Linked DNA regions of Mus musculus: regions 1, 2, 3, 5 and 6 are each linked to region 4. The links are chromatin contacts, called in public Hi-C and promoter capture Hi-C maps. All regions are on one chromosome and are shown on one strand. The core of a region is the stretch at or near the end of the contact, and the rest is flanking DNA. Distances in the headings are between cores, read along the strand shown.

Region 1 (4,862 bases), core at 1,873-4,372, 4.7 Mb before region 4:
GACTTGGGGTGAGACTGTGAGAGAAAACCAAACAGTGACAGAAATGAACAGTTAGGGGTGCTGCTGACTTCAGCTCCCCTTTCCCTTGTCTAGGGCAGCAGGGGAGGGGCGTGCAAGTGCCTCTGAAGAGGAAATAGTGGTTTTTTGTTCTCACAAACAAGGCCTCCGCCCTGTCCCTCCCTTTACTCTTACCTTGCCCCAACACCTACACTTTGTTGAAGGACCACCTAGCTCCAAAGAGACGAGCTGTAGTAATGTGGACCTCAGCAAATTCTTCTGAAGAGAGGGACTGCTTCCTTCTGGCTCCACTGCCTTTGTTCCCTCTTACTTGCCCCAGATGAAGCTCAGCCACCCCTCCCAGAGATCAGCTAATACCTGCCCTTGTCTTTCCCGAAAGCTAGGCAGACTGTGGACACCTCCCCGTGGCCCACCCGTGGCCCTTGCTCCATGTCTTGTAGGGGTAACTCGAAGAGTAGCTTTCTGCTCTGAGGAATCAGTTTCCAGCCTCCCCACCCTTTTACACATGTCCTATCGTGTGCAGCTCCTGCCTCACACCCCAGAGGGCCTGCTTAGGCCTCCCTTCATCTTCCCCTCATGCTCTGACCTGTGTCTCCCACTCTGCTCCCCACCACCTCGAAGCTCCACCAGTGAACCAGACACAGGAACTTTCCAGTAGCACTTGTGTCCAAGGAAGAACTTTCTCCCCTTTCACTGCTGCCAGGGGTTACGGCCCAGCTGAGTTTCCTTGTGTGAACTGCACTTCCCTCTCCTATAGTACAGACCAGCTCTGGGAGGTAGCACAGCTCATGAATATTAAACATTAGCATGAATAAGAATGGACCTTTCCCTCCAGGCTTGAGGCTGGAAGCCTAGCCTTCCAGTAGCCTAGACAGACCAAAAAAAAAAAAAAAAACCAACAAAAAACCGAGTTCAATTTGTTTTTTGGACATTTTTCTTTGTTGTTTTGTAGCAGCCTTGAGATGAGATCACTCAAACAGTGGAATAAGGCTTCTAGGGTAGGAAAGAACCCAAGAGTCTGGACTCTCTTTCACTTCCTTTCCCACCCCTGGAAGGGAGGAGTAATGAGACTGAAGTCCAGAGCACAGCTGCCCTGAGAGGGGAGGCTTGGTCAGTGGGAAAGTCAGTCACAAGGCTCATCAAGATGGTGGCAGGTGGTAAGGCTTGGGGGAAATGGAGAAAACAATAAAGAATCAGAGGAAACCCCTAACACTACCAGATAGTCCAGACTGAGGCAGGGCTCTACCAACGTCCTCCACCCTGCCCCAAGCGAGCCGAGCCGGCGGCGTGGTCAGGGGTGGCCGATGCTGGAAGCGGGAAGGAGGAGGGAGAGGAAAGGGGGCCGAGGAGGGAACAAGGACAGTTCTGTTTCTCTTCCAGGGACCTGACCAAGCTGGGTGGAGGGAAAGTGTGTGTGGGACTTGGCGTGAAACCACCAATGATGATGAGAAGTGACCAGGAAATTCCATTCCCTTAGGACATTAGGGTCTCTGAAACTTGGAGGCCCGTGTCAGAGTGTGAAGACCAGCCAGGGTCACTGTGGTAGTGCGGGAGTTGGGGGTGGGGTGGGGTGGGGTGGGGGGGGGGGGAGGAGGAACAAAGCCAGAAAAGGAAGTACTAAGCTTTGGCTGTCACTCCTCTTCAAAGCAGCCAACGAATGGGCTGGGAACAAATAAAGCCTGAGCTGGCTAGCTGGGGAGGGTGGGATGCTGAATCCATGGCCCACTACTTCATCCCCACAGTAAAAAGGAAGCCAGGAGGGATCAGGGACAAAAGCGCAGAAAGCCACATCCTTGACAGGAGGGCCCCTCTCACTTCCACCAGAAACCCAGAACTTGAAATGACAAACCCTAAACCACCGTCATCGTCCCGGTGGGCCTTACACACTTCAGAGCTGTAGAGGGGCGAGCAGGAGAGAGGTGGGGAGGAAGGATGTACACAGGTAGTTCCCCGAGCCTGTGGTAGCCCCAAACCGGTTCTCCCGGTCCCGCTGCCTCCGGCCCCAAGGCCTCCCTCTCCAACCCGCTGTCTGACAAGCCTTCACAAGAAGCAAGAAGCAGCTGGAGAGAAAGAGACTTGAGAATCGTGTGGGCAAATTCTGGCTATAAGCCCGGGGATGCAGCTGGTCCCTGTGTGGAGACCCTCCAAACATAGCGGGCTGCTGAGGGACTCCCAAGAGAGGAATGGGCCCCATTTTCAAACAAGTTACAGATATTTGTCCGAGCACCAACCCTGCCCTAACCCCAGGGAAGGGCTGGGGATACTTAAAAGTTAACAGAAGGAGATCCTAATTTCTTCCCCTCCCCCAATATTCTCCGTCAGACTCCAGCTCCGTCCCCCACCCACTGCGACCCAGGATGGGAACTTCGATGAATTGTACTGGCTCTGTCAATGTTCTCCGTGGCTGCTTCACTCTGGCTTAGACCTTCCGGGGCCCAGCACCACTTCGGATTCTCTAGCACAGCAGATCTCTCAGGTTAGAGGGCCGGCGAGGAGCCCCTGTCGCTTCGCACCTTCCACCCGGCCCCACGCTGCAGTCGCCGCTTCCCTGCCTCTCCGTGGCTTGCGCCGCCCGCGCGTGTACTGTGATCGCGACCTCCCCGCTGCCCTGCCCTCCCCTCCCCGCCGCCCGCGCGCAGCCCGGCTCGCCCGGCGCTCTTACCTGCGGCTCCCCGGCGTCCCCACTGCGGGCGGGGGCTCCGCCACTCCGGGTCCCCTGGCTGCTTCTCGGCACGGCGGGGAGTTGAGGGCGGGCCGGCAGAGGTGGGGCTGGCGGAGGGCGGAAACGCCGGCGACGCGATTACGAAACCCAGGGGCTGAGAGCGGAGCGCAGCGCTCCGCCCAGCTTCGGGGCGCACGGCGTGGCCCGCGGGGACAGCGGCAAGCACCGCGCTCGGGGACAACCGCGGCACCCCAACTGTCTGTGCTAGTCTGTCCACCTGCTGCAGGCGCTGAGAGGACGATGCGCTGGGGCCCTTTCTGAGTCTCCCAAAGTCCCCTTTAGTCCTTACAGTGGGAAAGGAGGGCCATTCTGTTGTTTAACCGGAAGACTTTTTAACCCATACATCTAAGTTAGAGGACAATTAACTGCTCAGCCATGCGCTCCAGTCAGCACGAGGGTACTTGGAGAGGTGGGGGTGCGGTGCGAGCCGACGGAGAGGCTCTACGGTGGATAGCGTGTTCCGGAACCTATCCCTCGAATTAGCCGAGTCAGGCAGAGAGGGGGCGGGGAGTGCTTCCGCCCTTGCTAGGAGGGGCTGCATTGCAGGGGAGACCCAGCGGCAGATTCTGTCACAGACGAGGGAGAAGGCGTGAGGAGACAAAGCCGTCACATCCGCGACAGCTTCCTTCAGCAGCCTCCTCCTCTCCAGTCCAGAGCCGACCCCCGAGCCCCTGAGGCATCCCTTCCGTCTTCGGAACACCCTAGTCATTCATTGCTAACAGGTAACCAAGACGAGGGACCGCTTCTTAAGCTTGAAAGACCCCGTGTGAGACCGAGGTGGGGGGCAGTTTAAGAGGAGAGAAGGGGGCGCTATGAACAATGGGTTACTATTCGTTACCAGATTTTTTATCTGTTAAGATCTCCATCCATGCCTTACCATGGACCTAGGCATTCATTTCTAGCACTTTACCTGTAATCATCTCTCGGCATTTAGCTCTTCATTTCATGTATTCATTTTCCTATAATTTTTGCCCTGTGCATCTAATGGCTTCTGTCTAGTGTCTAGTTATCTATATCTTCCTTTTCAAGCTATAATTTCTGCTACCAGTTATTTGGTGAATCTTTATTCCTACTGTAATTATTGTAGCCTCTACTCCCTTGTATTTCTATCCCCCTCGATTTTCTGTCTCTTGTAGGGAGGTTTGGGGAGTAGGGTACTTTTTTTTTTTTTTAAACATGAGATGCTATTGAGAGTGATTGGAACCTTTAACAATCTCCTCCCTATCTCAGATTTTTGCTCCAAAGAGGCTTTAGGTGGGACAGGTGGGAGCCATTGTGGGATTGCCCGATGGCATGCTGCAATCAGTGTAGCTCACAGGAACTACTTATGACAGCAGATTTGTCTTTGCAGCTCCTCCTAGAAAAAGGGGAGGATTGTGGCTAATAGGAAAATCCTAGAGCAACATGAGAAATACCAGGAAGCCTCCATTTTCATCCACCACCATCCCTCCTTAGACTGCATGGTGGCAGCATGACACAGCAAGGCCCTGTGGATTAGGCCTTGAATGCTCTTGGGGGGATCTGGACAAAGGGTATTTGGGTGTGTCCAGGTAGTTTAAAGAAAGTGTATCTTTTAAATGTGTGTATCTACTAATCATTTTATCTCTAAGAATAGACAATGAAAATTTAGAAGTTACTCTGCATAAAATAACTGGGTGGCATTTACTGAGCAAATATGTCAATTTTCACCATCCAGAGCCCTTAGGATAAGCAAAAATAGATAAAATGATGGGTGAAGAGCATTTAGGGAAAGAAAGGGGACGATAGCTGAAGAGCAGCCGGTCTTTTTTATTTTAATGCCACATATGCCTTTATGTCTGTTTTCTGGGACAAATTTGAGTCTCTCTGTACATGTCGATAGGTCAATGGTATAGCTAGAGATTTTCAGCCTTTTAATATCTCACACATTTTCTTTTAAATTGTTTTTGTTTTATATTCGTTCATGGTCTTGGTTTGGTTTTGGGGGGCTTTGAACCCACAGTCGTCCTGCTTCAGCCTGAGTGCTGGGACTACAGCTGTGCTCTGCCACACTGGACTAGCTTTTTACATTGGATGATAGTTCTGTCCATCCCTGATAAATTATTTAGGCAACTTTTTTTAGGTTACAGTTGTTAGGAAGTCA
Region 2 (4,919 bases), core at 421-2,920, 4.4 Mb before region 4:
TTGTCGTTGTCCGAGAATTTCTGTACTTCTTGCTGAGGCAGAAGGGAACAGAGGTGGAGAAATGAAGCCACGGGTCCAGTGAATGATCTTCTGAGCTCGACCATACCAGCTGACTCGATGTCAGGTTGTCAGAATGAAAGGGGACCTAAGAAATGACTTGAGGTTGGGTGCTCACTGTGCTGGCAACCTTATGGGCTTGTCATGGAGAGAACGGGAGAAAGGGCAAGGGGCTGGGTCTGATTTCATCTCCTACATAGGTCACAGAAGGATAAAGTATGATCCTCACACGTGGACAGCACCGCCTCTCCCCCATGAACCTTTATTCTCTCACATCAACATCACCCTTACCCTTCAGCGATGGCACCTGTATTGTCCCTTCCCAGCATGCTTACCAGAATTCCCTCTACTTTGTTCTGCACGGCCTTGCTGTGGAGAAGAAGAGAAAGCTGGAGGTCACAAGGTTTCCCCATCCCTTTGTCTGACTGCTAGAGACAGAAAAAGGACCAAACAGCTACGGACCACAGACCTCAGCCTGCCTGCTCTGAAACACTTGCCTGAGGAAGGAGTGCAGGGCAACAAGGATCTACAGCTGGGTCTGGAACAGGGTTTGGAGACAGAGACAATTACTTACGAAATGGTACCTCGGAGCCTTTGGAGGAGGGTGGTAGGTTCTCCAGCGTCAGCACCACCTTGGGGCCTTGCCCCAGTCTTGGGGCTCTTAGCATCAGGTTTATCTTCTGCCATCCCAGCATGAGGGCTACAGCTGAGAGAGGAGATCGCTGAGGATTTAACTACTACCAAGCTTCCTTTCTCCTAGAGACCCCAAGGCAGTCCTCCTGTCTCTACCCAGAAATACAAACAGAAGCAAAGCTTCCTCCAGTGGTTTTCCACACCACTTGCCTTCTCTAAAATTAGAATTATTCTGTTACTTTATCAGGCCCTTGTATACCCAAAGAGATCTCTGACATCTCCATTCTATATGTCCCACCTTTTGAAGTCTCCCAAATCTGGAAAACTGTTATGGGAAGGGATAGGGGTGGAGAAGTCCACGTTAAAAGAAATCTTACAATTTCTCCCAGTGCTGCAACACCTCCAGCCCCCCCCCCCCCAAGCCCCTCCAGCCGCCCCCCCTCAACACCTATAACGACAAGTCAAAGTTCTCCGATCCTCTAATAGACTCCTCGCCATTGATTTTGCCTGGAAGGTCGGAAGGGATACAAACATACTCGGCCTTTCCAGGTTTGAAAAAAACTGGGCCCAAGTTCTCATTACTGAGTCTCGCCACGGCTTCCCCCGCTGCCCCCCTCGCCGCGGCGCGGACCCTACGTCATCCCACGACATCCCACTCCGAAGCGTCCCCACTCCCCTCGGGCCCCTCCACCCCAACCCCAGGTGCTGGGCTAGGTCTCCGAACTCAGGGGGCTGGGCGCAGGAAACCCTGCGGGGAACAGGGTCCCAGATTCGGGCACGTGCGCAGGGGCAAGGAGCTGGTCCTGCTAGCTCCGGAGTGCTGTTGCCCCTCCTACCTCGGAACCGTCGCCTTCCAGCACGGACATTAGATAGGTGAGAGAGAAAGAGAAACTACCCTGTGGCTACCTCAGCTCCTGCCCAGCCCCACGGTGCCCAGCCGGCGGGCTCGTGCGTTGCTTTTATTTTTCCTTTTTCTGAATGGTTATGCCAGCCGCGATCTGCCTGGATACACGCACGGCCTGCTCTGTGATTGGCCGTTGCTGCCTCCAAGACGAAGGCAGTGAAAGTCTGCCTGGTAACAGAATATGATTGGTCGAGAGGGGAGGGAAAATCCAAAGTTAGTCTTATTTGAGTCAAGAGGGGGAAGTCCAGGTTGGTTTCGGTTAAAACTGGGGTCGGTTAGGTCTGCGGGCCCGGAAAGGGTTCTGTTCTTAAAGGGACCGCAGGATGAAAGCCCGGGCGCTTGGCTGCTTCTGGAGCATCTGGTCTTTTGCTTTCTGATCCTGTGCGTTGTAAAATCAGCGAGAAGAGGATAAGGGATCGACCGCGGGCTTTACTTGGGAAGATTTACGTAGATGCCGTCTAGGATCCAAGAACCACAGACAGGAGTTACAGGGTAGGAAAGTGATTGGCTAGTTGTAGCTGGGGAATAAGATGAGTTAAAAATGTAAGAAGGTTTGATTAAAAAAAAGCCAAACAACTCTATTACTGGGGCGTCGATAAGGACGTGGAAAGCACGAATCTATAAAAGCAAGTTACTTTGGTTGTGAGAACCAAATTTCTTAGGTTTCAGGAACTCTGTTTAAACAAAATTGGGGAGCTTTACAAAATGGAATGGCCACAGATAGCTACCATGTTTGATTGTTGCCTTTGGTTGTCAGAGCTGTCCGAAATAATCAGTAGGTGATATTTTTAAATTTTTGCTAGAAAATGATGTCTACTGATGGAAATTCGTTATAAAGTCCTGTAACTTTAATAAAATAAAATAACACAAGTTGAACCATTCGTCCTTCCCTCTTTGCTTACCCATCCCTGTGGCCAACAGCCTCTAGGATTGCAGGCTTCCCCTCATTCCACAAAGAATCTGCAAATCCTTAGCAGCTGTACCACATTAAGAGAAAATGTTTTTTTCTCTGTTGTTAGCCGTGGTATCGCCATTTTATAAAGTGCCTCCGTTCTAGTTAAGCCAAAGCTAATGCCAACTCATTTTCCAGATTTCTCCTCACCCTACCCCTCCTACCTGGGTAAACCACAGGAGATGTTTATTGGTTGCCTGACCCTGTCTGTCTCGCTACCCATAGCAACTGCTGACACAAAAGGAAATGGTATGGTCCTTCCACTTTAGACACTTGGCCCCACCCCCTCTGCAGGTATGCTCTAGAATAAAGCCTGTCTGTTGAGCCTCTAGTCCTCCTCTGTATTTTCTCCTTGCCCACCTTTGCCTATTCATGTTTCCGTTTCCTGGGTGTACTTCATCTCCTTCCTAGGGGGCACACTCCTGGAGTTCCCTGCTTGGTGGTGAACACTGGAATTTTGGTCAAGTAGAGGAAAAAAGAATTTAGTACTGTGATAACTTTTCCCTTCAGGTGCTTAACCCTCTTTGTTAAGATTTGTTGAAATCGTGATGAAAAATGCACGGGCAAGCTTTTGTACCTCTCTCAAGTGTTCGTGGTCCCCGGGTCAACAGTCTTGTCACAGCAGAGATGTGACACCCAAGTCATATTTCCAGTTCTGACTGGTGTGCTTCTGTAAAGGAGGGGGGAAGATGGAGGTGCTCGTGGTCTGTCCCCACACCCGGACTGAGACCCCCATTTCCCCTACCGTGAGAAGTGGACATGAATCTTTCCTTTGGAAGAGGTAATGAGTTCAAACAAGTTCTCTTTAAAGGAATCTGTAAAGAAAGATGCCATTGGACAGACCCCCTCCAGTCAGTCTTTTCCTAGAGATAATCTGCTCAAGGTTGCTCTCTGAGTTGAAGTCATTTCCTGTGCTAAAAGTCACACTTTGCTAATACTGTGCTGCTTGAGGGTACCCAACCAAGACCTGAGGCAGCCTCCTGACCACGCAGAACGAGGCACAGGACCTCTAGGTTGGCAGGCCTGGGCTGTATAAGGAAGGGACCCAAAGTTGGGTAGGGGAGTAAGCCAGGAAGCACCTCTCCTCTGTGGTTCCTGCCTCTGCTCCTGCTGGAGCTTGAAGTGGAAACGTAAGGGTTCTTTGGGAAGTCAGTTGTGTTGGATGGTGTTTTGCTGGGGCAAACACGTGGAGTGTTTTCTTGAAGTGGACACAGGTGAAGACTAAGAAAAACTCGTGAAGAAACATTTCACTGAAGCAGACACAAGAGAAAGAGAGAGGTGTTCTGCTAAAGCAAGCACGTGAAAGGACGCATGGTGAAGGATTCTTTGCTAACAACATGCATGTATTGGTCCGCCTTACATTGTGCATTTGAGCTCCATTTGTCTGGACTCCGAGGGCTCAGGCTGATTGGATGCAAGTGCTGAGGCAAGGCACGGGGAGGACACGTGATGTTTGGAGGGCATAAATAGGACTCCAGAGAGTAATGGAGACGGAGCTTGGCTTGCTGGTACAAACTAGCTGTACAATGCTTATGGGTTTTGCATCTTCAATGATCTTTGCTTCCCTGAGAAGCACAGGCAAGAACTTCTTCTGGTGTTCCTCCTGGTTCCTCCTGCTGACTCCAGCCAAGGCTGAGACCTGACTGTCTCTAATTGGTCGAGCCACCCAGCTCTACCAAATTGAATTGCTGGTGTATTCATGAAGTGTTTGCAAGTGGACTGAGCTGCGGCTGCCTCCTAACCTGTGAACCGAACTGCTGATTTCCAGAGGACACAGACAGGAGTTGCTCCTAAGAACCTTTTTAAACAGATCCACTCCCGCCCCCACCCCCACCCTCCATTCTTTATCTTCCACTACCTCTGGTGAGTGGTAAGCCAAAAGGAAGGTTAAAGCATTTAAGAACCATCATTAAAATTAGGATTTGAAAAAACTCAGTTACAGGAGCACCTGCCCTGACTTCCCTCAGTGATAGATAGTTGCCTAGAAGTGAAAGATGAAATAAATGTTTTTCCTCTCCCGGTGCCTTAGGTCAGAGTGTTCTATCACTGCAGCAATAAACAAGCTAGAACATGTGGTTGTTTTCTTCAGACCCTAGAACACATGGTCATTTTTGTGAGACACTAGAACATGTGATTGTTTTCTTGAGACTCCAGGCCCATTTTAAACACAACTACTAGCATCTGTTGGTACTGGGGAAACCAAGAATTGTGGAATTTGGGGGAGCAGGGAGATGAGGCTGTGCTAGGAAGGCTTTCTAGTCATATATAGAATGTATTTCTTTGGTTTTTCTCTGTGCCTTCCAGCATTCTTAGTTTTGGGGTAGGTGGAGGCTAGACATTTTACTAAGCTTAGTGGATACATTTTGAGAAGTT
Region 3 (4,480 bases), core at 784-3,283, 4.4 Mb after region 4:
CACATTTACACATTTCTTTATGGTCAAGGACGATGAACCAAGTTACCTTGGTCACACCAATATACACTGTCACAGAGCAACATTTCCAGTCCTAGGTCTTCAGAGAAAGGCCTCACTGTGTAGCCCAGGCTACCCTCAGAGACTCTTGTCTTGGCCTTCTGAATGCTAGGATTACAGGGGTGTGCCATCACCCCTGGCTCCACAAGTTCCTTTCAACTAAACAGGTTTTGCTGTTCTTGTTTTAGCCTCAGACAGCTGGGTACATGTTATCTTTATAATAGGCATTTCTGTCATTTCCCAAATATAGGGTAACATGACGGTAGCCCTCCTCTCAAATCAGAGTCAATTTTGTTAAAGAAAGTTTTCAATTTGTTTCTGAACCCTAATCAATCTTTATATCTGAAGGGGAAAAAAAGCATTTAAAAACTTCTTGGGAGCCTGGTGAAGAGGGAGTTGGTTCTGATTTGGTCACCATTTTTTTTGTTTTTGGCCTTGGCTAGAGAGGATGTTAGAGTTCTGCCCTTGAGGTAGCTGGTGACATGTCACCAGGCTGTGATCTTCTGAACTAGATGTGGCAGAGCATGTCAGCAATGCCGGCACCCAGGAGGCGGAGGCTTGAGGAAGGTGAATTTGAGGTCAGCCCGAACAACACAGGAGGAATCTTGTTTTGAAAAATACTAACATAAGAATGGGGAAGCCATTTTTTATGGTGGGGGTTTGGGGATGTGGAGGGGTGGAGATAGAGGTAGAGAAATGGCTTAGTGGTTAAGAGTAGTAGTGACTGCTCTTCTAGAGGACCCAGGTTCAATTCCCAGGACCCACATGATAGCTCACAACTGTCTGTAACTCCAGTTCCAGGGGATCTGGGACTTTCACACAGACAAACATGCAGGCAAACCATATAAAATAAAAATAAAGACATCACTTTTAAAAGTGGGGAAGGGGTGGTTTGCATTAAGAAAATTGGTGGGCAGTTAGGTACAACAATTGATCACGACTGTGCCTTTTTGGGGTGCTAGAGATGGAATCCGTTGTCTCAGGCATGCTGAGGCTTTTCCAGGACACCACTCTAGTCCCCACTCCACTAAAAACCCAAACACTCCTCCTATCCCAGAAAAAACAAAACCAACCAACCAAAAACCCAGGGCTGTCGAGATGGCTCAGCTGGTAAAGGCACCTGCAGAGACCTCTCAGGCAGTGAGGAGGCAGGGCACATTGTATGGCAGCGCTGCGGGCCAGTGTGCGCAGGATGGCAGCCTCTCCCTGAGCCTTATACCCACATAGTGGAAGAAGAGAACCAACTCTTGAGAATAGGTCTCTGACCTCCACACAGAGACCTGTGAGGCACAGGACCACACACATAGTCATACAAAAAAAAAATGTGATTACAAATGTGTAAGAGTTACATATGTATATATGTGTGTGTGTGTATATATATATTCTCTCCTCTCCCCTTCCCAGTCTGTCTTGCTAGGTAGTTCAGGCTAGTACTCACCATATACTCCAGGCTCTCCTCCAACTTGCTGTCCTCCTGCCTCCAGAGCTCTGGGATTGCACACACGGCTAAGCCTCTTTTTTCATGAAAGTTCACAACACAGCCAAGCCCAAGAGTAGTCAGCACGTGAACAGCGTGCCCGAAGTCATGCTTATTGAATTACACTAATGTTTTGAAATAGATCACATGAATATTCCCGTTTTACACCCGAGGGAACTGATGGCTAAAGAGGTCAGAAGGCTAAGTACTGTTGGAATCACCATTTGAACATGGATTTGCTATCTCTGATTCAAAGCCCATGGTCTAGGGAAGAAACGTACTCTCAAAATTAGAAACAGAGAGTTCCCACCCTCGGGGCAACGGAAACCACAAGAAACCTGAAGTGGGTTGAGCATCTCTGACAATCTGCAGGCTCCCATGCACAGCCTAGCCAGCCCGCGGCCCGCTGCGCGACCTCCCGACACACGAGGGCGCTGTCGCAGCACGGCGGGAAACGAGCCGCCAGCTAGTGTCGCGAGATTCTTAAAGCCGGAAGGGCGAAAGAGCAAGGGTCACGTAGACGGCGCTCCCCGCCCGGCTCGCGTTAAGTTCTCGCGCGAGTTGTACTTCCGCCCTTTTGGCTCTCCGGTCGGCACCATGGCGGTCGGCAAGAACAAGCGCCTGACGAAAGGTGGCAAGAAGGGAGCTAAGAAGAAAGTGTGAGTGGCGGATCGCGCGGGTCCCCGGCCGTTGGGCTCCGCAGGAGTTGGTGGGCGGGTTCTGGGGTGCGGCGTGGGGCGGATGGTGAGGATGCGGGGTGGATTGCGCGGCGGTGCTGCGCTGCGCGGCTGGCGGGTGCGTCCCGGGCGGCCGCCTCTCCGCCACCCGGCCGGGTGTCGCGCGCCGCGTGTGATCTCCGCCCTGCGTCTCTAGCAGTCGCTCGCGTGTCGCGCGCGAACTGTGGGCTCCTGGGTTGCTGGAAGTCCGTGGCACTTTTTAACACCGCTCTACGTCAGTCACTCTGGCTGTCCATGTCGGGACCCCATGTCAACTTGTGTGCTGGGCTCTCGTGGGACCGACCTGGAGACCCGGGACACTTGTTTAGCAGCAGTTTGTGCTGTTGCGGACCAGTCACTGTCACAGGTCCCTGAGGTTCCAGGGCAGTGTGTATATAGTACTGCCTGTGTGATGGAGGAGTGGGGAAGGCATGGCTTCGAACTTACTGCTTTGTGCACTGGCAGACCAGCCGGCCTCGCAGACGTTCACCCCACGGGGAGGACGTCCGTCGTGTTAAGTGCAGGCCGATTGCAAGATCGTGCCTGGGAAACTGTTAACAGAAGTCTGAAGGATAAGAAGCGTTTAAAAGTGGTCGGGAGTGTTGTTACAATTTACAGAGAAACTTGAGGTTATTTTTCTCCCATCCAGGGTCGATCCATTTTCTAAGAAAGACTGGTACGATGTGAAAGCTCCAGCCATGTTCAATATTAGGAACATCGGGAAGACACTAGTCACGAGGACTCAAGGAACCAGTGAGTACTGTGGGCCCCTTTTGCTTTGTTCCTAAGCTGTGGCATGTGCATATTAACCGGCGCCTTGGTCAACTCTGATGGGGCGCTGGATTGAAATGTCAGCCCAGTGGTTGGAGGGCCTGGCATTGGGAGTGCTTGGTCTTAGTACAGATGTGGCAGCAATGAAGTGTTTGTACAGCTGTCCAAGAGAACGTTTAGGTGTTGGCAGTAAGCCACTGGTGTGAAGGTGGGTTTGGTTAACAAGTTAACAGGGTTTGTGGTTCTTTTTTAGAAATTGCCTCTGATGGCCTCAAGGGTCGTGTGTTTGAAGTGAGCCTTGCTGATCTACAGAATGATGAAGTTGCGTTTAGAAAATTCAAGCTAATCACTGAGGACGTTCAGGGCAAAAACTGTCTGACTAACTTCCATGGTATGGATCTTACCCGGGACAAAATGTGCTCCATGGTCAAGAAGTGGCAGGTGAGACCAAAAGCTGCGAGTGTGAGTGCTGTGGTGTGGGTGTGCAGATGTGTCATGGGTGTGTTGGTTGGTAGGTAGTATCAAAACATGGAATGGAGAAGTTGGTTTCATTTCATTTGAGTATCACTGTTAATTCTTGAGTGCTGGAGGTAGAATCCAGGGCTTTCCACATGCTGGGACATCAGTCCTAACATTGAGCTGCATCCTTTAACTTGGTATTGCTTGTTACGGCCACATTAGGTGAGTTGGGCAGCTTTGCCAGTTTGGGGACTGTTCTAGGGTTAACATCGTTAGAGTTGATAGAGAAAAGGTGCTCTATCTAGCTGACTCAGTTGTCTGACAGTGGAGTGTGGCTAGAGTCAGATTCGGTCCCCTTCTGTCCTTGAAAGTAGTAACAAGCTTTGATAGCTTAATTTCTTCAACATCAGCCCCTGGGGTTGTGAAGATGAAATGACATGTAGGGAAATGGGCTTAGCATGGTGACCAGCAAAGAAGGCTGATTCAAGGGAAAGCTGTTCAGATGTATCCTGATATTGACATTGTATATGGGAATGAGTGATGACAAGATGTTTCGGTCCCAAATGAAGCCTACTGATTACCGTAACATTTATTGCTGACATTCCCTTATACTTTATGTAATTTTGGAAATAATAGGCTATTTAGTACATACTGATGTATATACTCCTTTGCAGTGAAGTGGATGCCAGGATTTTGTTTCCGGGCAGTTCTGCTGGTCTCAAATTCTTGAGTGATAGGATTGAAGGCATGTACCACCGCTCACGGCAAATATTGGGTATATTTGAGAACTTAATATTTGTAAAATTCAAAGAAATCAGATCGCTTTGCCACAAAAATGGTCCTCTAAAAGATGGTAGTATGGTCTAATTACAGATTTTGTTTAGCTTTGGATCTTAGCTTTGGAATTATGTTTTTAAGTTCTTTGTGTAACTTAGGAATAAAAAGGCATTTAGAAAATACAGTTTTACAGCAGAACTTCTCCACTGCCCTCTTTCAAGAA
Region 4 (4,327 bases), core at 552-3,051:
GTGGACTTCAAGGAGTATGTTGTGCTGGTGGCTGCTCTCACAGTGGCTTGTAACAACTTCTTCTGGGAGACCAGTTGAGCACAGTCTGTGAGCAGTGCCCTTCCTCTCCCACTTGTCAAGATTTCCCCTTTAGCGTGCTTGCTCCTCACCCCACCTGTACCTCCCTATGTCCCCATCCTTGCCCAGTCTCGACGTGCACCAAGGGCACAAGAGTGGCAGTCCAGATCTGCCACTTGTTTTAATAAAGCCTTCTCTCTCACCAGCTATCAATGTCTGTACCCTCTGGGCATGGCTATGTGTGAAGTAAGGGGTGCTCACTCCCAACACCTTATCTTGTCAAGTTTACATTAGTTCCTTATTTAAGGAACACTCAAAACCCAGAAATGTAGGGGTCCGAAAATTTTAGCTGGAATCCAAGTGTCATTGGCTTCTCAAGGATTTGTATGAGTAATTGGTAATACCAGGACTTGAAGGATGAGGCAGGAAGATTTTGAGTTCCAAGCCAGCCCATACTACATAGCCAGAAACAGAAATAAACAAGCCATCAAAAAATGTGGGGCTGGTGAGATGGCTGAGTGGGTAAGAGTACCTGACTGCTCTTCCAAAGGTCCGGAGTTCAAATCCCAGCAACCACATGGTGGCTCACAACCATCCGTAACGAGATCTGGTGCCCTCTTCTAGTGTGTCTGAAGACATCTACAGTGTACTTACATATAATAAATAAATAAATCTTTTTTAAAAAATCTGAAGAAAGCTAGAAATGGTGGCACGTACCATAGTTAACACCAGCTCAGCACCTGGGACGTAAAAGGCAGGAGGATCTCTGTGAGTCCAAGCCCAGCCTGGTCTGTATAGAGAATTCTAGAACAGCCAGAACTACATTATAGAGACTCTGTCTCAAAAAAACTACCAGAGGCAGTGGTGACACACGCCTTTAATCCCAGCACTCGGGAGGCAGAGGCAGGCAGATTTCTGAGTTCAAGGCCAGCCTGGTCAACAGAGTGAGTTCCAGGACATCCAAGGCTACACAGAGAAACCCTGTCTCGGAAAAAAAAAAAAAAAAAAAAACAACAACAAAAAAACAAAACCAGAAAACAAAACCAAAAAACTACTAGAAGAACTTTTTCCCAAGCTTCATTCAGTGTTTATTGATGCCTCATCATTGCTAGACATTATGTAAGAACTAGGGATACATAAGTGGGGATACAGATTTGCTTTATTGGATTACTTGAGGTAAAAAGACCCACCCTAAAACTAGCCACATCTTCTAGAGGCAGTCCCTATAAAAGGATGTAGATGAGTCCAGTGTGGGTCTTAAATCCCAGTACTGGGAGGGGCGGGGTTAGGGGGGGTCAGGAGGTGGATCTTTGTGAGTTCGAAGCCAGTCTGGTCTACACAAAGGAAGCCTGCCTCAAAAAGAAACAGAAACTCTACAAATAGGTTTGAGGGCCTGAGCAAATTAGCCAGGTCTCAAGGTCCTAATAAAGACTTTTTACAGTTGTCTTTAGCTTGGGAATGGGAAATAAAAGGATACAAACACTGTTGCCAATCTAAGCTGCTATTTGCAAGCCAAAAATCCCACCAAAGTGGGGCATAAACTTGTCCAGAAGGTAGTCTAGAGGTACTTAGCGATTACGGCCACTGGCCACGCCCCCGAAGGCGGAGCACTACACGTAACTTAAGGGATCTTTGCCAAAGTCAGTGGGGATTCGCTGCGATTCTTGCGCTAGGCCAAAGGACCATGTTGCCACGCCCCTAGTTGCGCGCGCACTGACGCAAGCCCGTCGGCGCCATTTTAGCCGGTCACGCTGCACTGGTGGGCCCGGCGGCCATTTTGTTTTGGACACCAAGCGGGAGTTGGCGGCGCCGGCTCTGGGGGCCCAGACGAAAGGCAGGAAAGGGCAGGCTTGACGAGCGGGAGGATCGGTCAGCTAGATACTCAACCCACAACGAGGAAGCCTCACATCCTACCGTTTAAGCATCTAAGCCAACCGCCCAGCTAGTTAACCCGAGCGGCCCGCCGTCAGCTCAGGTTAGGCCGGCCTCCGGGCCGCCCGCCGCAGCCGTGGTGGCAACCCCGGGAGGAGCGCTGGCGTCCATCTCCTTCGGTGAGTTTCTGTGGAGAGGGCAGAGGTGGAGGGGCGCGGGGTCCGGGGCCCGGTGGCGTGGGTGGCAGGTGTGGACCGGGCTGAGGTGCGCAGAGGCCGGGGAGGGGGCGGAGCCGGGAGGCGGAGGCTAAGCCGGAACCGCGGCCAGCGAGCTGGGCCGCTAGCCGTGCGGGTGCTGCTTGTGGTTGGCGTGTCTGGTGCAGGTGCTGGTGCTGGTGGTGCTGGTCGTAGTGGTTTGGCCTCAAATCCAGTGTCTTGCTTACCTAGATAAGCGTCCTCCATCGGAGCCAAAGCCTCGCCCCAGAATAGCGTTTGATGGGGATAACCACGGAAATAGTCGCCTGATCAAAGTTGGAGTCCTGAGAGGCTTCGAGGTGGAGGTCAAATGAGGAGTACAGGAATTAGCGGCGGCTCTGGGTGTTCGATTTTGATTCTTTTTTTTTTTTTTTTTTTTTTTTTTGCGGCACCGAAGTTGAACCCAAAATCGTACTTTGGCTAAACTAGCGCCCCGAGTTAACATCTCCAGCTTTAAAAATAATAATAATCTTAGTTTGAAACAGGGTCTGTCAAATCACCCGGGCTCGCCTTGAGCTTGTGACCCCCTTGCCTCAGCCCCTCCCCAGTATATGCCACTACAGTTAAAATATTGTGGTGTGCTCTTAACAGAGCTCTCAGATTGAATACCCATTTAGAAAACCTCTTCTGTCTTTCCCCTGCCATGTCTAACTAGAGCTCCACCTGCATTTGGAGTTGAGAATCGATTTTGAAACTAGGCTTTTCTTTTTATTTTGGGTGTATGAGAGTCCGGTCCTCACAGTGTGACAATGTAACCCGTTACAGCCTCAGACTGTTACACCACTCCCCTGTTGCTGCTGGGAATTGAACTTCCCAGGGCTTCATCAGTGCTAAACAAGCACTCTACTGAGGAGCTATATTCCCAGCTCCTCCATTTCTCTAGATCCATGACCCTCAACTTTCTATAGACATGTAAGATGTACCTGGGTAGCACCCCCAATCCCAGTTGCTGTACCCCATCCTCATGGCCAGATTGTACTTTAATTGGTCTGGATCCAGGCATCAAGAATTTAGTTTAGTTTGGGAGGGACTTTTTCTTTTTTTTTTTTTTTTCAAACATTCCTCAGCTAAGTCACATACAGTCCAGGCTGAGAAGAACTATTGAAAGCCAAACTCCTAGGCTTTGGCTACATCTCATTCTGCTATTTTGGAGACTTTGGCAGATGTTCTCCATCCTGGAGCTTTGAAATTTTTATAACTATTGTATGGACGTAAGCCCCCACCTCACAGGGTTTCTCTTAGGTAGCCGTGGCTGTCCTGGAACTTGCTATGTAGACCTGGCTAGCCTCGAACTCAAAGGGAGCCACCTACCTCTGCTTCAGGAATGCTGTGACTAAAAGTGCACCACCACCACCACCTGGCAAACTTAAGATCTCATGATACCATCTTCAGAGTTAAAAATATAGGCCTTTAACAGATTTATGCCTTGCTTCTTGTGAAAATGCAAGCTTCATTATTTTGATTGACTCATGCATATTGTCCTTTGTAGATTCTCGGGATTTGAAGATGGCTGCACAGTCAGCGCCGAAAGTTGTGCTAAAAAGCACCACCAAGATGTCTCTAAATGAGCGGTGAGGCAGCCAACAGCAACTTCAGCTCCTTCCTAAGAAAACATTACTTAAATTGACCCTGGGGTCCAATACAAAAAAAGCCAGTTGTAAGCTAAATGACAGAAGGCTACAGACCTCTGTTCTTAATTGCATCTAATGTGGTACAAAACAAATTGGGCAGTTGTTTCAAAACCCCTTATCAGTAGATTTTTATATTAAGCTATCTGAAATATTTACCTGGTGGGATATATTTTTTAAAAGACTCCTCACACCCTCCCTTCAATTTTTTTTCCTAACATTGATACAGGGGTGGTGCAGCATGATGGTATGGTATATCCTGGCTGCAAGAGGCTTGCTGCCTAGTCCGAGGCCAGCAGTGTTGTGTCTGGCCTGTAAGAGGCAGGTAGCAAGCCGAGACTATGTCCAAAGGCCCCTGAATGGCATTCTTGGGCCTTGTAAGAGGCACTTGCTTTGCTCCATTTCACTTTCTTCCCATTCTGCTTTTTAGTTTGTTTTGTTTTGAAATCTTTCATCAGCTGTGTGTTTACTTCTATTAAACTTAATCATAACAGGAATGATAGAATAATGTCCTCT
Region 5 (4,904 bases), core at 901-3,400, 4.3 Mb before region 4:
CCCCTATGGGTATATAACCTAACCTGTTTTCTAAAAGTTCACATCAGGTTATACCTTTTGGTTGAAAAGAAATCTTCTACTAAGCAAATCATTTGTGACTTTCCACTGGCCTCTATCATACCCCTCCTCACCCCCAGCTACAGATCATTTCAACAGCTCCACGTTTTTTGAGATTATTTTCAGCCTCGAAGAGAATCAATCACATTTCTCTGTGGCAGGTCCAGCAATCAGGTGTCTAAAGTTATCTGACTCAATTTCTTCAACACCCTCTTCTTTCACAACTACTCTTTCAGAAAAGGGGTGGGGTGGGGGGTTGGGTCTTTTAGTGTCTCTCCATGACACCTTCCCCCATGGTGTAGCTCTGGTTGGCTTGGAATTTGATTTGAAGACCAGGCTAGCCCCAAACTCTCTGCTAGATCAAAGGTGTGCACCAGGATAGATTTTCTTTTGAAATCTGGGGGGGGGGGAGGGGAAGCTTCCCCCCTCTTCTTCATCTGAGCTTAAAGCTCTCTGAGTTCATCCCCCAAGGAAGAAAAGTTGATGGTGGATGACTCAGGCTCCCATTTCTCCCCACCCGTGCTTTAATGTTGGATAACTACTCTATTTCTATCTTCTATAAATACACTAAATACAGTCTAAGGGGTACCCAGGAGAATTCAATTACCTTCACTTTACTAGTATTGGGGCCAATTCATCAGTCTGTCCGTTTGATTGTTTAGTTGTTTATTTTTAAGATCTCTTTTCCAGACCACTCTTTGGTGTAAAAGTAACCTGACCCAGAAGGGACACCACCTCTGCAATAGGTCGCCCAAACCGCACATATTTCCTCTCTCTCTCTCTCTCTCTCTCTCTCTCTCTCTCTCTCTCTCTCTCTCTCTCTCTCGCTCTCTCTCCCCCTCTCTCTCCCTCTCTCTCCCTCCCTCCTTGTTCCTCCTTAAGGGCTGTATCCCTCATAGAAGGCTTCTCATGGAATGCGGAGACCTAGCAACCCAGCTACAGAACAGGTAGGTGGACTTTCCCCTCCAGGGTCCACGCCCAGCATCTGAAGGCTGGGGGAGGGGAAGGGAATGATCTCCAGCTAACGCCACAGAAATGCTGGCTGTAGGGAAGATTCCTCTTCAAATCTAAATATATTACAATAAATATTTACTGAACAAATAAAGGAGAGAACTATTCAGAGGCCAGCAAGGTAAGCTAAGCCAATCTTCTTTTAACATACCTCAGCGATTGACACTAGGAGCCAGCTTTAATGTTACCTGCCTCAGTCTGCACGCAAAGCACCCCAGAGTCTTTTCGGTGTAGTGGGACCAAAAGCCCTACTTGACAGGCTTTCAGAAAAGATGGATTTACAATCTGTAGTTGAGCTCCTTTCTGCTTATAAAGCTTATTCTGATGCGTGTAAATTTACAGCACTCGGTTCCCAAGTCATTCATTCTACACATTTTATTAAGAGCCAACTATGTGCTGACCTCTGTTATAGGCGTTTGAGATGAAGCGTACAAAACAAAAGAAAATGAAGATCTCGGCTCTGGCCGAGATTTTCATAGGGAGATAAAATGAAAATGATTTTTAGGGTGATGTAAATTGGGTGATTACATCTTCCAAAGAAAAAGGGTGCAAAATGATTATGGAGGCCAGGAGCCCGAGGATGAGAATCCACGACTGAGATTTTGGTTCGGATTGCCGATAAGGCAGGCGAGCAGAGATGCAGAACGCGCTGACATCGGGAGACTACGAAGAAATTTTCTGCGGAAAGCGACAGAACTGTATTCTGGCTTATGCGGAGGCAGATGAAGGGCAGAAAGGGCTGTGAACCGAGATTTGCTTTGAGAAGAGCACGAGGAAGGCACTTCCCACAGAACCCAGGGGATGCTCTGGCGCTAAGCTACGCGGGTCCGCAGAGCCCCGACGCCCCCAAAATGGCCTCTTAGGTCCCCCGGTGCCCCGCCCTCGCCCCACCAGTCCACGTGACCCCACCGCCCCTCCCGTCCACCGGGCTGGGGACCCCGGTTCTGGGTTCCCGCGGTGTCTGCTCCGCCCCTTGCGGGAAACTGACCAATAGAAGAAGGGGTGAGGCGGGGCGGGAGGTGACGGCCAATGGGGCGGAGCTCCTGGGGAGTAACAGGTTGGTGGGCGGGGGAAAGGAGGGAGCTCAGAGCTCGGAGGGGCTGGGCTGCAGCAGCGCGTGTAGCTCGGCTGGTCGGAGCGCGATCCCCTGCGGGGTGTGTGAATCCGGGAGCACTGATCTGGACCGGGGTGAGTGAATCTGTCTGGAGCGAGGACACCTGCGATGCGAGTGGGTCCTCAGGAGTATGCTCGAGGGCCGGAGTAGAGGCATCAAATGCCCTCCTCCTGGGCACAGGTGCTGAGTTTAGCAGGAAGGGCGGTCAGAGTGCGGTGGCAGAGCTAAGAGCTAACCCCTACTCCACGGTGTCAGAAGCGAGTGGCTGGGAAGGTGCCAGGTGTGAGGCACCTGAGGGTTAGGTTATTCCCAGGGCATGCATGCATTTCAGCGCTACAATCTCTGGAGGTCAGGCGCCAGCCCTTGGGGCAGAATTTCTCTTGGAGACCAGCATGGGGGCGGGGGAGGGTTCATCCTATTGGAGCAAATGGAAGTGCCGCCAGAGGTTCAGAGACTGAAGTGGTGATATCCGCATGTGCTGGTTTTGGGGGTAACTACCCCCTCCCCGCCCCCGTCAGTCCTTACTGGTCTCTGACACTCTCCTTCTGGCTTTGGAAATGCTGAGGTGTGGGGTCATTCCCTGACCATTTGCCTACAGGTGAAAGCAGTTGCCAGTAAGACACTAAGGTCAGAATACGAGGGCACCCATCTCTTTCCTAGGTGTGAGATTATTTAAGGCTGTTTCTTTCTTTGCTTTCATGCCAGGGAAATTTTTTCCTTCTTCCTCTAGAAAGAACTGTGTGTATTCTACAAGAGAGGGGAATGGGAATGGAGAAGCATAAATCCCTCGACCCACATACTAGCTGAAAATGTTTGCTTTCTCGGGGATGTGAAACGAGGATTGATACTGGGTTTCATATGGCCCATGCTGGCCTTGAATTTGCCATAGCCCATGCTGGACTTGAACTTGCTGTACAGCTGAGGCTGACCTTGAACTGGTGGGCTGCCTTCCGCTCCCAGTGCCTGGATTACAGGTTCATATCACCACACCCACCTAGAAATAGTCTTCTTTCTTGAGGCTGATGTAAAAATTTTTCCTTCCAGCAAATACATATTTCCTTCTTTTTTTCTGTTACAAAGTAGTCTCTTTGTATATTTTTTAAAAAGATTTATTTATTTATTTATTTTATGTATATGAGTATACTGTAGCTGTACAGAAGGTTGTGAGCCACCATGTGGTTGCTGGGATTTGAACTCAGGACCTTTGGAAGAACAGTCTTAACCGCTGAGCCATCTCTCCAGCCCTATATTTCCTTCTTTTTCTCTAGTTCTAGATTGGGGGACACTGGTGAGATCTGGAAGTGCAGCTAATTTCCTTGACCCTTCCCAGAATCCTCTTGATTCCCTGAAATCCTAGTTGGCATCCTTGATTCACGATCTTTGATAGACTAGAGTACTTACTAGTGGTGCAGAAACATAGGCAGAACTCCCTAGGAGACCAAAAGACTAGGGGACTTACACCTCCACATTCCCAGGCCACAGACGAGGTATACGTTGGGCACCAGACAACTTCTGAGGTGAATTTCCTTGCCGTAGGCAGCGGTGAAGCAGAGTCAACCTTAGCTTGGCCCCTTTGATGCTCTGTCTGAAGACAGTTGCTGTAATTGGGAAATAATTAGCAACCGCTATGTTTGTAGACAAAGCTGCCTACGTGTTCCTTTCATCCTGGGTATTTGGGAGTATGGGTCTTGCTCTGGGGCCTGCCCATTCAGAGATTTGCCTGATTCTAAGAGGATTCTGGCTTCCTGTGGTTCTCAGGCTGGCTTGCCTGCCTTTACCCTTGTGGGAGAAGAGGGGGGTAGAGCTGCTTCTCTTTGTACCAGGGAGGGGAGAACCAAGGACCTGGGAGCTGACAGAGGTAAGTGGAAGACCAGGAATGCCACTTTGGGAACTTGAGAGGGAGTGGTGGAGGGAGACAAAGTTCCTGTCACACTCTGGCTTGTCACCAAGTTCTTTGTGCATCTGTAACTCCTGTCTCCTCCTCCCCACCTCCCGCCACCTCCTCCAGAGGAGCCTCGGCCTTGGCATATAGGCAGGACAGAGCTTCCACTCTTGGTCTTGTTCCTCTGCCTTTGGTGGGAACCTCTCTGGTCTGCTTTGCAAGGTTCCAACGTAGCCTTCCCGGCCCTCCCTTCTCTTTGCCTCTCAAACCAGTCCAGCGAGTTTGTAAGGGCCCAGTTCTTCATTGTGTTTTTTTACCCCCACTGGCCAAGCAGCTCTAGTTTGGCTCTCAGGTTTCTGCTTTTTCAGTGACTATGGTCTAGAGTCCACTTGGGGAGTTCTGTTTGGGCCTAAAGGAGCCTTCTTATCAAATGATAATGTCACTGAGCGTTCCGTTTTTATTTTGATCATTTATTTGCTTTCTTGTTACCACTGAGATTGCTGTTTTGTTTTGTTGTTGTTTGTTTTGCTTTTTTTTTTTTTTCAGTTTTTTTACTTTCTAAATGTTCCAGTTATTCAGTATCCAGCATATCTATTCAGTATCCAGCATACCGCCTGGCCCTGTGTCTATCAGCCCTTCCTCCATACACCTGAAACCGCCCCACCCCCAACCCCCACCTACTTCCTGCTAGAAGTCCAGGGACCCTGTCACTCCTAGTTGGAAGCCAGATGCGTATGGCTGGGCCAGAGGTGATGGAATTGGGGCAGGGCAGGCTAATGAGTAACTCAGGAAGAAGTGGCTGTCTGGTACAGGTGTAGTGTCCTTTCTCCCTGTGTTCAG
Region 6 (4,719 bases), core at 2,045-4,544, 3.0 Mb before region 4:
GTGGGCCTTCCCCTTCTGATTGGGTAACACGTTATCATGAGGGCACTGGTCTGAGAGTTGGGGAAACCTACCTGATATATTTAGTCGGATACACCTGTTCACCTGTCTGCCTCGCCTCCAGAACTGTCTTAGTTAAGAACCACATATTATTCTGCTTTAGTTGAGACCACTAGATGACATTTGTTAAATGAATGACTCAAAGTAGAGGAGATACAGATGAAATTGTCTTTAGGCAGTTGACAGCTCAGAGCACAGCAGCTAAAGGATGAGTTCTGGGAAGGGGGGGGGGGGGTGGAGCCCTCAGCAGGGTTCACCTCTGAATGGAATGGCAGAGTATAGAGTACATTCCAGAAACAAAGGGATAAACTAAGTGTCCTGTTAAGCAGGTCTGGTCAGATCCACAGGCTTCTCACTTCTGCAGTTTCTCTTGGTTTCATTCATCACACCAGCCACTGCTTGGCCAGCTCTGCAGGAAAGACCCAGGCCTTACCCACTCACCTTTTACTGAACCGTTTTTATTCTGATGTCCGCCTACACCCTTCACGTTAGCCTGAGCAACCTGTCTTAACTGTCTCTTCCTCTGAAGGAAACAATTCCTGTTTTTGTTTCCTTTACAGCAAACACCTACTTTGCACACATTTCCTATGGTGTTCAATTCCAACAATGTTCTTATTTTCTGTCGGTCTTTAAGAGAGGGGCGTAGGGTGGGAATCCCTCTTCCTAAGCAATCCCAAATGTCTGTTCTGGACCTATGCCCAGGTCTAGGCTACAAATCTCAGAAGCTGGAGGCCTGATTTACTTTGTTCATCTGTATTTTTTCCATATCTTAATTTTCTTGAAGCCACCCAGAATTAATTAGGGTGTCAGTGAACACAAACATCCATTATTTTAAAACGTTTGTAGAGTTTCTGTTCTTTTGTTTAGGAGAATTTGAAGACCAATCCTTTTTTTTTTTTTTTAATTGAATCCAGAGGACATTTTTGAATCTGACCCTTACAGTATATTTGGGGTAGGAATGAAATGAAAACAATGGATTTTAGCTCAGACTTTCTCACCAACTAAAACTTGCATACTACAGACATGGTCTGCTAAAGGAAGCTCCAGATGCAATTCAATAGGAAGAAAGAACTCTAGCTCAACCAAGAGCATCCATTTTTCCATGAGGGGTTGTCATGAGTCAGCAACCCAACCAACAACATCAGCTACATGGACAAGTGAGAATTATTTAGTTGAAGGGTTGAAAGTTGTCTTTAAAAGTCAATCAGTCCCTCCCTGCCTCCCTCCAGGGGTGGTGGTCCTGAAGAGCTAGACCCTCACACTGCCAAGCCTGTTACTCCCTTTGCTTTTGAGGTGTGATTCCTAAGTTGTGAATCCTGAGAGCCCATCTTTCCCCAGCACTGTGAGCATTAATTTATTTCATAATTCTGAAAGAATCCTATTGTTCTCTTAGCTAGGCTTAAATGAATGGAATGTGTCCAAGGCATATCAAATACTTATGTATTTGCTGGGAGGTGGGGAGACATGACTCCATGACACACTCTCTCTCTCTCTCTCTCTCTCTCTCTCTCTCTCTCTCTCTCCTGTCAGTAGAAAGCAGGGAGGTATCCAGCCTCAGCCCCACCCAGCCCAGGGCCTGACCACATTGGGGTGACTGCTCAGAGGCTGGCCAGAGGCCAGGCATAAGAGGACAACGGCCCATTTGATGTTGTATTTAGGAAAAGCCAGGGAACAGCATCACTCAGAAATTAGGGGAACCCAAATAACTGCTCTATGCCAAGCAGACCAAAAACAAACAAACAAACAAACAAACAAACAAACAACACTACTCTTAGACTGTCAGTGACAGTGCATAGGCAATGGGAGGAGGACTAAGGTAAATGAAATTTCAGGGAGTTATATGAACTCCTCCTTCCTGCTCCAACGTCGGGCATTATCGTTTGCAATTTGCTGAAACACACCGAAGGCAAGCTCTCTGACAGAGAGTTTCTACCTAATTTGAAGTATAACATGCAAAAATCCACTCCTGGAAGCTGAAACTGAAGCTTGGGGAATGGGGGGGGCGGGGGGGAGAGAGACAGACTTGGAATGGTTCTGCCAGTCTAATTACTGCCCTTCCAGGCAGCTCAGACAAGAAACCCCTCCTGCAGGTTGGTGGCCAGTTAGTTGTGACTCATTTCCTCTTGGAAAATGCCCTGGAAGATGGCACAGTTCCTCTTTTCCTTCAGGGAGCGATCTGTTCAAACCATCCACAGAGAATCAGCAACCAGCTAGGCCACACCCAAGGTCTCACAGCTGAGTCACAGGCCACAGATCACTAGGAGAATCCAGGAACCCTTTGTGCTAGCCCCACCCTGCAGAATGTGTCTGGCTTTCCTGGGGTGGGGGGTGGGGGTAGGAAAATGAGGGAGGTGGGTCCTGTGGATTTCAGAATGTGGATCCGGGCTCTGCTGGTCTGTCACATTTCTGTTTTGCTTGCCACCCACTCAGCAATTTCTCCAGAGTCCTCCCAGGCAGGGCTAGGAAAGAGGTCAGTCATTCCTGTTGCCAAGCTCAGGCCGTGAAGCAGGTACGTCCCTCTCACTGCACCACATGAAAATTAATCCCAGACTGAAGATTCTTCACCAAGCCTGCTCTCTCGTTCCATCTCTCTCTGGTTCCCTTTATTTAATCCGAGTAGCTAGAGGAACACTTGGTAGAGAGACAGAAAGTCCTACTTTAAAGATCCTTCCGAAGCAACCTGGAATTTGCACTGAGGCTAAGGCAACAAGCAGAGCAGGGTCCTTCAGAAAGGGAATCCTCCAGCTGCCAAGCCTCCAGTCCTCCCTGGCCAAAGCGGCTCAAACAGCCTGAGCTCTGCCTGTAGCCTGAAGCTTCATGGAACTGCCAACTAGGACAGAGCGCAAGCAGGTTCTGCTAAACTCCAGTTAACTCTAAGACTAGTTGCAAAGTAGAAAAGATGAGAATGAAGAACCACATGCCGAAAAGGAGAACAGAACAGCGGCTCCAACGCCAGGATGGGGTAGCTCCAGACAAGACTGGCCTCCGCCCCAGCGAGTCTGGGGGCATCCGAAGCAGTGTGCGAGCTGGAGGGGTGGCCCCACCCAGGCTCGCGGGGCGCGGCTCCTCGCGAAGCCTGGCTGGAGGCCGAAGCAAGCGGGTGTGGGGTTCCCAGAGGGCAGATATTAGGTGCGGGACTCACCTGGGCCCCGAAGCGCAGCAGTCCTTGGAAGAGCTGGGCACACCACGATGAGGCTAGTGCCGAAGACCGCGCGTCTTTGTACGCGAGGCGGGTACAGAGGGCGGAGGCGCCCCGGAGCGGGAGGAGCCTGGAGGGCAGGCATCTGCCCTCCCCACCCATCCCTCCCTTCCTGCCCCCCACCCCGCCCCACCAGCGCTCTCTCTCTCTCTCTCTCTCTCTCTCTCTCTCTCTCTCTCTCTCTCTCTCTCTCTCTCTCTCTCTCCTTCTCTCTCCAAAACACAAGGCAACACACACGCACACACACACCCTTCCCACTCTGCCAACAGACTAACTTTGCCCGTCCCCAGGGACAGCCCTATTGTAAACGTCCCTGCGGAAGAATGCTCTTAGTATTTCAGGGCATTCTCATCCAGGGCCGTGCCCTTCCTCTCAGGTTTGATTTTAGAAAGTGGGTGAGTGTAGAAATAAGAATCCAGCCGTCTCGGGAGGCACAATGGCCAGAACCAGAGCCAAGAGCCTCTGCGAGAACCTGCAGGGTTAGGAATAATTTCCTAGATAAGCAGGAGGAACGCTTCTACACCTAGCTTGCTCTAGGACCTGGTCTTGGGGTCGCCTGTGTTGAGTGCAGAAGCAAGGCCCCTGGGCTTCAGCCTAGCCTTGCCACCACTGAGTGGTGAGGATCAGGGCGTGTCCTAGTGCTTGTCAGCTTCAGGAGCTTCTTTGTTACAGGGTTCACCTTTCCTGGTACAGTTTGTGATTTTGCTTGGTCGATAGTTTCAGCTGTGGCCAATATTACTAAGATCTGTTTCGGAGCCCCCTTCTTGACTCTACTTGGCTCTAAAAAGCTCTTTGGAAGAAACTTCTGGAAGATATTTAGAGACGACTGAAGTGTATCCTAACTGACAACCACACCCTTCCCTGATACTTAACATTATTTGTGGTTTGGGATTAAATGCAGTTATTGGTGACACAGCCCAGTCCCTAGCACTGGGGTTTCCCCTGTTCCCAGGGGAAGTCCTAGAAAGGATGAGAGATTCCAAAGGGATAAACAGAATTAGGGAATTCTCTATGCGCCACCACGTGACAGTCTCGGCAGAGGTCAGGAAAATCCAACTTGGATCAGCTCTGTTTTCTCCAGGGTCTCTGAAACCTCAGTTCTGGCTCTTCAAAAGCAGTTTTTCCTTCCAAATCTTCCCACAGGCCTCCCCAGGTCGTCGCAGCTGTGGAGGAAATCTCAGGGAAAATGTGATCGAATTTAGAATACTCCTACTCACTGGTTTTCTGGGGCATGAGCCTTAGAATGTTTAGTTTGTGCTAGAGCCTGTTGATTCAGAGATGGGGAATCAGTTTCTTCTTTCAAAGAGCGCCGAGGTTTCTGAAGATATTGTAAACAATTCCCTATGGTTGATGAGCAGTACAAGAATGTTGGACAGGGGCTTCTAAGGCCCCATAGTGGGGCAACAGTCTGATTCACAGAGGAAGCAACATTTGATAAGAACTCAACAATTAATCATTGTGAT

Evidence for each region. Promoter capture Hi-C pulls out the DNA fragments that hold promoters and counts their contacts. A called contact is a pair of places that touch in the nucleus more often than the background predicts.
Region 1: a Hi-C map of B cells shows a contact between it and region 4, with 5 read pairs. The contact joins the promoter of Cdc42se1 here to the promoter of Chtop in region 4. A contact is called at or near these places in 1 of 39 promoter capture datasets (cranial neural crest) and 1 of 484 Hi-C or Micro-C datasets (B cells).
Region 2: a contact with region 4 is called in a Hi-C map of B cells, with 6 read pairs. The contact joins the promoter of Rfx5 here to the promoter of Chtop in region 4. A contact is called at or near these places in 6 of 39 promoter capture datasets (cranial neural crest, frontonasal cranial neural crest, liver and 3 more) and 1 of 484 Hi-C or Micro-C datasets (B cells).
Region 3: a contact with region 4 is called in a promoter capture Hi-C map of pre-B cells, with 5 times the contacts expected there. The contact joins the promoter of Rps3a1 here to the promoter of Chtop in region 4. A contact is called at or near these places in 2 of 39 promoter capture datasets (liver and pre-B cells).
Region 5: a promoter capture Hi-C map of pre-B cells shows a contact between it and region 4. The contact joins the promoter of Cgn here to the promoter of Chtop in region 4. A contact is called at or near these places in 3 of 39 promoter capture datasets (cranial neural crest, maxillary cranial neural crest and pre-B cells).
Region 6: a promoter capture Hi-C map of cranial neural crest shows a contact between it and region 4. The contact joins the promoter of S100a10 here to the promoter of Chtop in region 4. A contact is called at or near these places in 2 of 39 promoter capture datasets (cranial neural crest and embryonic stem cells).

What each region holds. Positions count from the first base shown.
Region 1 is chr3:95,226,684-95,231,545 of GRCm38.p6, reverse strand. It overlaps Cdc42se1 (CDC42 small effector 1), which reads right to left and starts at 3,122. Exons shown (of 5, transcript NM_172395.3): 1 at 2,681-3,122. Mllt11 (myeloid/lymphoid or mixed-lineage leukemia; translocated to, 11) reads left to right here and starts at 2,869. Exons shown (of 2, transcript NM_019914.4): 1 at 2,869-3,462.
Region 2 is chr3:94,950,859-94,955,777 of GRCm38.p6, reverse strand. It overlaps Rfx5 (regulatory factor X, 5 (influences HLA class II expression)), which reads right to left and starts at 1,670. Exons shown (of 10, transcript NM_017395.3): 1 at 1,527-1,670; 2 at 632-763; 3 at 393-426; 4 at 1-32. The coding sequence starts at 744.
Region 3 is chr3:86,140,221-86,144,700 of GRCm38.p6, reverse strand. It overlaps Rps3a1 (ribosomal protein S3A1), which reads left to right and starts at 2,033. Exons shown (of 6, transcript NM_016959.4): 1 at 2,033-2,193; 2 at 2,900-3,003; 3 at 3,275-3,462. The coding sequence starts at 2,132. Snord73b (U73B small nuclear RNA) reads left to right here and starts at 4,014; the gene lies at 4,014-4,084.
Region 4 is chr3:90,506,972-90,511,298 of GRCm38.p6, reverse strand. It overlaps Chtop (chromatin target of PRMT1), which reads left to right and starts at 1,801. Exons shown (of 6, transcript NM_001293776.1): 1 at 1,801-2,108; 2 at 3,673-3,754. The coding sequence starts at 3,690. S100a1 (S100 calcium binding protein A1) reads left to right here. Exons shown (of 3, transcript NM_011309.3): 3 at 1-265. The coding sequence ends at 78.
Region 5 is chr3:94,783,728-94,788,631 of GRCm38.p6, reverse strand. Cgn (cingulin) reads left to right here and starts at 2,150. Exons shown (of 21, transcript NM_001037711.3): 1 at 2,150-2,256.
Region 6 is chr3:93,553,692-93,558,410 of GRCm38.p6, reverse strand. It overlaps S100a10 (S100 calcium binding protein A10 (calpactin)), which reads right to left and starts at 3,294. Exons shown (of 3, transcript NM_009112.2): 1 at 3,200-3,294.